Linked DNA regions of Rattus norvegicus: region 2 is linked to region 1. The links are chromatin contacts, called in public Hi-C maps. All regions are on one chromosome and are shown on one strand. The core of a region is the stretch at or near the end of the contact, and the rest is flanking DNA. Distances in the headings are between cores, read along the strand shown.

Region 1 (3,170 bases), core at 321-2,820:
TGGTCTTCTGCACAGTGCTCTCTTCTGAACATGAACAAAACATTTATAGAGCTGAGCATCCCACACCCATACTATATCCTACATTGGTCTCCCCGGCTGTGGACTTCCACAGCACATTGCAGTCTAGACTGCTTGACCAGTTACCGCTGAAGTCTTTGCATTACTGTTGCAGGGGTTACTGATAACGTACCTAGGTACTTGAGATGCAACATCACAGATCTTGAGAGAGTGCAGGACTCAGTCTTTGAACCCTACCCAGGCCTCAACTTTTAACACTACTCTGGTATTCCTTAGGACACTCAACCCCCAATAGGTAGCCAAGTCAGTTTTTCTTACCTTTCCCTTGCTCCTCACTCAGCACCATGAGCCTTATAACCCCTCTACTCTCAGAGAGTCCCTATGAAAATGAAACATGAAAACCCAGTCTTGTTTTAGGACTGTTTGTGAAGGAGGAATGTCATCTAATGTCACAGCCTTACATTCCAGTCCTACAAGCTCTTTGCTATCACTGGAAGGCATCATTACCTGTGTCTCATCTCCCCTACTAGCACACAGGCTTCTGCTTGTTCCGCCTGCCCCATTGTTATTATCCTTGTGTGTATACTTTGCCTGACCCACAGGATGATCTTGGGTACTGCTCAATATTCCTACACATGAAATGGCTCTGTTCTAATAGATGGTTTCTTAAAAGGAGGCTGGAGAACAATAGAGAAAACTCTTCAATGTATCTAAACTCTTGAAACAGACCCTTCATCAAACTGTTTTCTTTCCTTGTTGCTTTTATCGGTGGTTAGATAGCCTTCTAGAGCATGTTCGTTCAGTCATTCAACAAATGGGTATTGAAAATGTCCCCTTCTGAGGCTGGAGAGATGACTCAGTGGTTAGGAGCACTGACTGCCCTTCCAGAGGTCCTGAGTTCAATTCCCAGCAACCACATGGTGGCTCACAACCATCTGTAACGGGATCTGACATCCTCTTCTGGTGTGTCTGAAGACAGCTGCAGTTTACTTATATAAAAAATAAGTTAATCTTTAAAAAAAGAAAGAAAGAAAGAAAAAGGCAAATGTCCTTCTCCTAGCTAGATATACTTATTACTTGCCACGGAGTACCAATGTGCCCTCCCTTCAGTCCTTTGATGGCCTTCCACACTTACTATGCATGTGTGAGATATTAGACTAGCCCCTCTGCTATAAAGCCTGGAAGGCAACACTAACAGCTCCATTTAGTGAGCCTGGAACCTTTTTGATAGAACACTGTACTGGGAGGACAATGTGGGCTGCAACTAACTTGCCCCAGATCATGTGTGGAGTAAGCGGGGAACTGAAACATGGAGTTGAGCTTGCTTGGCTCTGCCTTCATTTTGTCTCTTGTGTTAATGAGACAAGAAACTCTTTCAACTGGTCTAACCAGGGCTGTGGCTTAAGTATATACACAGTGTCTGAGGGCCGCCGCTCTTCTGAAGAGCCAAAATCTCTCTAGGGTCAGCAGTTCCCTCCATCATCTCTCACCAAGTGCTCAGGGCTCCCGGTGTCTGCACTGCCGTTCTCCCGCCTGCTGCCAGTCAGCTTCCTGTTTACTCATAGCTTCTGCTTCCTCATAAGCTTGGCTCGGCATATGGTTTTGGCCTGTTGTGGCCTCCTCTCTACCCCCAGGCAACTCTTGCCGTTTCTGTCCCTTTCCTAACTGGTTCAGCCCTTGGAGTTTTGTGAATCAGATTCCCAAGGGTGAGAATCAGATTGGCGAGCTCATGTTTTCAATCCCACCCAGATCATAGGTCACTGGCCAGTCTGTAAAGTGACTGCCCCTGGGTCAGGTTCCCACAGCTTCACCTAGGACTGAGGGTGGGGGAGGAGGGAGGGGCACACATGCTACTGTAGTCTCAGTTTCCTTGCCAAGAGGGCAAGACTCCACAGTGCTGAATTTCCCCCCAACAGCTTGTGGTCTCTCTGGACAGTTCCTTTTATTTCTGTTTAAAAATAAGCCTTTTCCCAAATTAACAACAGTGAAAGTGGACTTTTCTAGATGAGCTTCAGTAGACTCCATACCTACAATTGCTCACGGATTGTCTATAATTGATCATATATGTTATACATGGAGTTTGGCATTCCTGTTATTTCCCTAAGTTTGAATTTTTGTGTTTTGATGATCCCATTTTGAGGATGGAATATCAATCTTTTCTTCTTCTTCTTCTTCTTCTTCTTCTTCTTCTTCTTCTTCTTCTTCTTCTTCTTCTTCTTCTTCTTCTTCTTCTTCTTTCTTCTTTCTTCTTCCTTCTTCTTCTTCTTCTTCTTCTTCTTCTTCTTCTTCTTCTTCTTCTTCTTCTTCTTCTTCTTCTTCTTCTTCTTCTTCTTCTTCTTCTTCTTCTTCTTCTTCTTCTTCTTCTTCTTCTTTCTTCTTTTTCAAACCCAGGACCTTGTGCTTGCTAGGCAAGCGCTCTACCACCGAGCCAAATCCCCAACCCCCAATCTTTTCTTCTTTGTATAAGGCTTTCTAGGTAAGAGACTTTTGAACCCAGGTTCACATTTTAAAAACCAAACCAAACCAAACCACATGTCTGTGTTTTCTTTTTTTTAAAGCACTTCATGTGAAATTATAAACAGCATGCTAATTCTTAGATTTTTTTTAGACTTAAAGTCTGTCCCTTTAATGTCTTTCAGATTTTTTTATATTTTACTATTATCAGAATTGTTCTCTTTAAAATTTCTTATCATTTAACATTTTTCTAATCTCTAGAGAACTATTATCAGACATCCAATCGAGTGTTAGCATTTTGGAATAGCACAGTATCCAATGGGTTATGACCCAACAAGTGCATCATGATTTGAGAGGAAAGCCATAAAAAAAAATTAATGCTGTTTTTCTGTGGTTTCAATTGTGGTTTCCTAAGAGACCAGTCAGGACAACTGAGGTTGTGCACTGGCTTTTTCTATAGATGACTCGGGGGAATCGTGGAAACGGTGCAGGGGGCTGGGTGTGTCTTGAGTCCTCAGGAAAAGGCATCTTCAACTTAACAGTTGGAACTAAAACTGTCCACTTTGTATTTGTGCTGGGTCATAGTGAGAAGAGACAACAGGTCACGCCAGACAACCAAATGCATGGAGTAGTAGAAAACAGTTCTGGTGTCCTCGCTGTCTCATAGATGAGCTATGCTGTAATCTTTTAAGGGGCAG
Region 2 (3,191 bases), core at 562-3,061, 87 kb before region 1:
GGGTCTGCTTTTGGGCTCTTGGAAATGGACTGGATTTTCATCATCCAGGAGAAAAAAAAATAGTAAGCAGAACAGTCTCTCTCACTCTGGCAATTTCCTGTGTCCAAACCTAGACTGAGTTCTTTCTCAACTTATTTCTCTTCAGTCAGTCACCCCTTCCAAACCATTATTCCTAGACTCTCTGGGTCCCCCCCCCCCCCACACACACAGCATGCTAGTGACTTCGTTACTTAAGAACCAAAGCACTCTCGTATGGAAGCAATATGAGGAACACTTTCAGCTCACCTCGTCAGACACTGGACCACTCTAACCTGCAGGTTGGCATTAATCTCCACAGTGCCCAGCATGTGACAGAAACTCAGTAAATCTAATTTCCTCGTGAGATTCTGTATCGATGAATGAGGAAGTACACGAGTCACCTCCTGACGTGTCCAAATTGTCTTCACATGAACTACAACTATTTTATTTTATTTTTTTCAAGAAAAAATGTACAGCCCAGAAACTTGTCTAAATCATATAAAGATAAGGGTTCCAGCCCACTGTGTTTATCATTTTTAAAGCCTGTCTTAAAATATAATCATATAAAGATCTGATTACTGAAGAAAATCATGCATTCCTGTTTGACTGGATTTACCTTGCACTGAGAAGTGACCAAAAACCAAAACCAAACAAACAAAAAACAAGAAAACAAAACAAAGCAACCGAGTTCGATTCAATAAATGTTTTTCTCCTAGTCTTTTATCAGCCGGGCAAGGACATCAACTTAGGGACATTCTCTTCCCCATCCTATTGTACATCTCATATTGTCTCTTTTTTAGCTAGAATATAAAAGTCTTCTGCAGGCAACTTCAGGGACCAATTAACTCCATTAAATTATATCCAGTTATGTAGTGAACTGAACCGCTGCTCGTCTGGGGCTGTCTAGAGCTGAGACAATTAGGAGACGGAGAGAAGCAGAAAGGGAGATTGATTTTATGTGTCACTGAAACACACTGCAACAATATGCCAGCGTGACTTTCAAAATGGCCTTAAAATATTCCAAACTCAGGGAGTTTCCTTGCTCCTGAGTGGGAGTTGACAGACTGTCTGGCAGCATTAGAAAAGGCAGGGAGAAACTGATGTCTATATTGTGTCCTCTAATAACATTCTTCCTCTTTTTGGCATCTTTCCCTTAGAAGGACCCGCTAGTTTGGTGTGTGTGTGTGTGTGTGTGTGTTTGTGTGTGTGTGTGTGTTTGTGTGTGTGTGTGTGTTTGTGTGTGTGTGTGTACACGCAAAGAGCATGGTTTCACATCTGGGAAAACCAAACCGAAGGACACTAACCTTCCCAAGGTCACTTAGAAAATTAGTGCTGTGACCTGGTGTGTGGGTGGAACAGAACCCAGGTGTCCTGGCTCCAGCTTTGTGATTGGACATTAAAGCATTTTCCTTTGTGGGGAGAAAAAAAAAATCACCGGTCCGGGAATTTGGGGGAAGTGAGAGATTAATCAGATTTCCTCTTTCCCTCTTTCCCTCCCTCCCTCCCCCACTTACGAAGATTAAAAACTCAGGAAAGCTAGAGGTGCCTTCTCGGCAGTTATTAAGCAGGGTCTACCAAACCTATTCCCACCCTGGACACAAAGCGATCGCCGCTCCCAGAGATTCTGTGCGTCCTCTTGAGAGCCTAGGAGGTGAGGAGTGGTGGAAAGTCAGCCCTCACCTCCAGCGGGTCCCGGGCTCGGCGGCGCCCAAGCCCCGCCCCCGGCCGCCCTTCCCCCGCGGCCTCGGCAGCCAGCCCCTCTCCCCTCTCGCTGTCGGGCGCACCCACCCCAGATGCCGCCTGGCACCAAGCGCAGCCGCCGCCGCCGCCGTACTTTCCACTTGTATTGATCACTCGTAGCTGGGCTCAGCCTGCTCCCGGAGCGCAGCGCGGCCAGAGCGCCAGCCCTTGGCAGCTCGGGCACAGTCGGGCTCCCAGAGGAAACTCCTTGGGAGCGCCCTGTCCGGGGTGTCCTCTGCGCTCTGCAGTGTCTTTCTGTCTGCCTGGAAGGAGGAGGAGGAGAAGGAGGAGGAGGAAGAGCAGAAGGAGGAGGAGGAGGTGGAGGAGGAGGACGTCGTCTGGTCCCGGTTGGGAGGTGGAGCAGTGGCAGCAGCAGCCGCCGAGGCAGCCGCCGCCGCCGCCTCCGGAAAGGGAGAGGCAGGAGAAAGAGATCGGGACTTGGAAAACCTAAAGTGTCTTCGACCCTGCACGGCAGGCTTCCTTCCAGCTTCATGGGCAAAGTGTGGAAACAACAGATGTACCCTCAGTACGCCACCTATTACTACCCCCAGTATCTGCAAGCCAAGGTAAGGAGGCGCGGGGAAGGGTCGCCAAAGGAGGGGACCGCGGAGGCGCGCGCCGGGCCGGGCTGGGGAGGGGCGCACGGCGACCCTCCCGCCTCTGGGCACAAGTGCTGGGGTTGCTAACTATAGCGCTGGCCTGGGCAGAGCCAGGCTGTGCGCGGGGCGGCGGCTTCCCGGGGAGCCGATCGCGGCGATCGGGTTACAGAGAGTAGCGGGGGGGAGCGACTAGACAGGAAAGGACCGCTGGCCCCTTCCTGGCCGGCGAGGAGGAAAGGGTCTCGCGGCCTCACGGCTCCCCCTCGTCCAGCCCGGGCTGGCGGCCGGCCGATGCTTGGGGCCCGCGGCAGGACCTGCTGGCGGCACGGCTTTCAGACCTCTCCAGGGCCTCGCCCTGCGGGCAGTAACTGTGGGGTCCCCTTGAGTGGCGCGCAGCCCCCCGCCCCGCCCCGCCCCGCCCCGCCCCACAGGACTACCCTCCAGCTCCCGCGCGCGCGACGAAGGTGGCTGGAGGGGGCCGGGACGGTCTCCTCCCCGCCTTGGGCCCTGTGCGCCCGCCCCTCGCCTCTGATCTTTGTGCGGTGTGGCACTTCACCTGGTTACTGATTTCCACTTTTACGCTGGTGTTTTGGGTAGAGAAGTGGCCAAAGTTCACTCTGCATTCATTGATATCCCCTTTAATCTTCTCTGTAGCTTTTACATGGGAGGGACAATGGACAGATTTCGATGCATAAAAAGAAGTGACTTTGTATTTACTTTTCCTTTTTGGTTGTTGTTTTTAAACCGCCTTGAGTGTGTACCAGAGAGTGATTTCCAATTCTGCTCAAAAGTGGCACAGTCTTGGGTAAGGACCGCTGATGACATGTAGGCAGG

The links. Hi-C and Micro-C count contacts between places; a contact is called where the count stands out from the background.
Region 2: a Hi-C map of Schwann cells shows a contact between it and region 1, with 6 times the contacts expected there. The contact joins the promoter of Rbms1 here to the enhancer-like site in region 1. A contact is called at or near these places in 5 of 12 Hi-C or Micro-C datasets (the A7r5 cell line, the Rat2 cell line, Schwann cells and 2 more).

The regions. Positions count from the first base shown.
Region 1 is chr3:65,740,686-65,743,855 of GRCr8, reverse strand. The region is part of intron 1 of Rbms1 (RNA binding motif, single stranded interacting protein 1); the gene reads left to right. Among named protein-coding and RNA genes, the nearest start is that of Rbms1, 87 kb to the left of the region's middle. Within about 2 kb of position 1,570, at least 25 of the 93 cell types and tissues checked have an H3K27ac peak or open chromatin away from gene starts, as enhancers often do. A contact at or near this core is called in the A7r5 cell line and Schwann cells, where this site is marked.
Region 2 is chr3:65,827,633-65,830,823 of GRCr8, reverse strand. Rbms1 (RNA binding motif, single stranded interacting protein 1) reads left to right here and starts at 1,811. Exons shown (of 14, transcript NM_001012184.1): 1 at 1,811-2,324. The coding sequence starts at 2,250.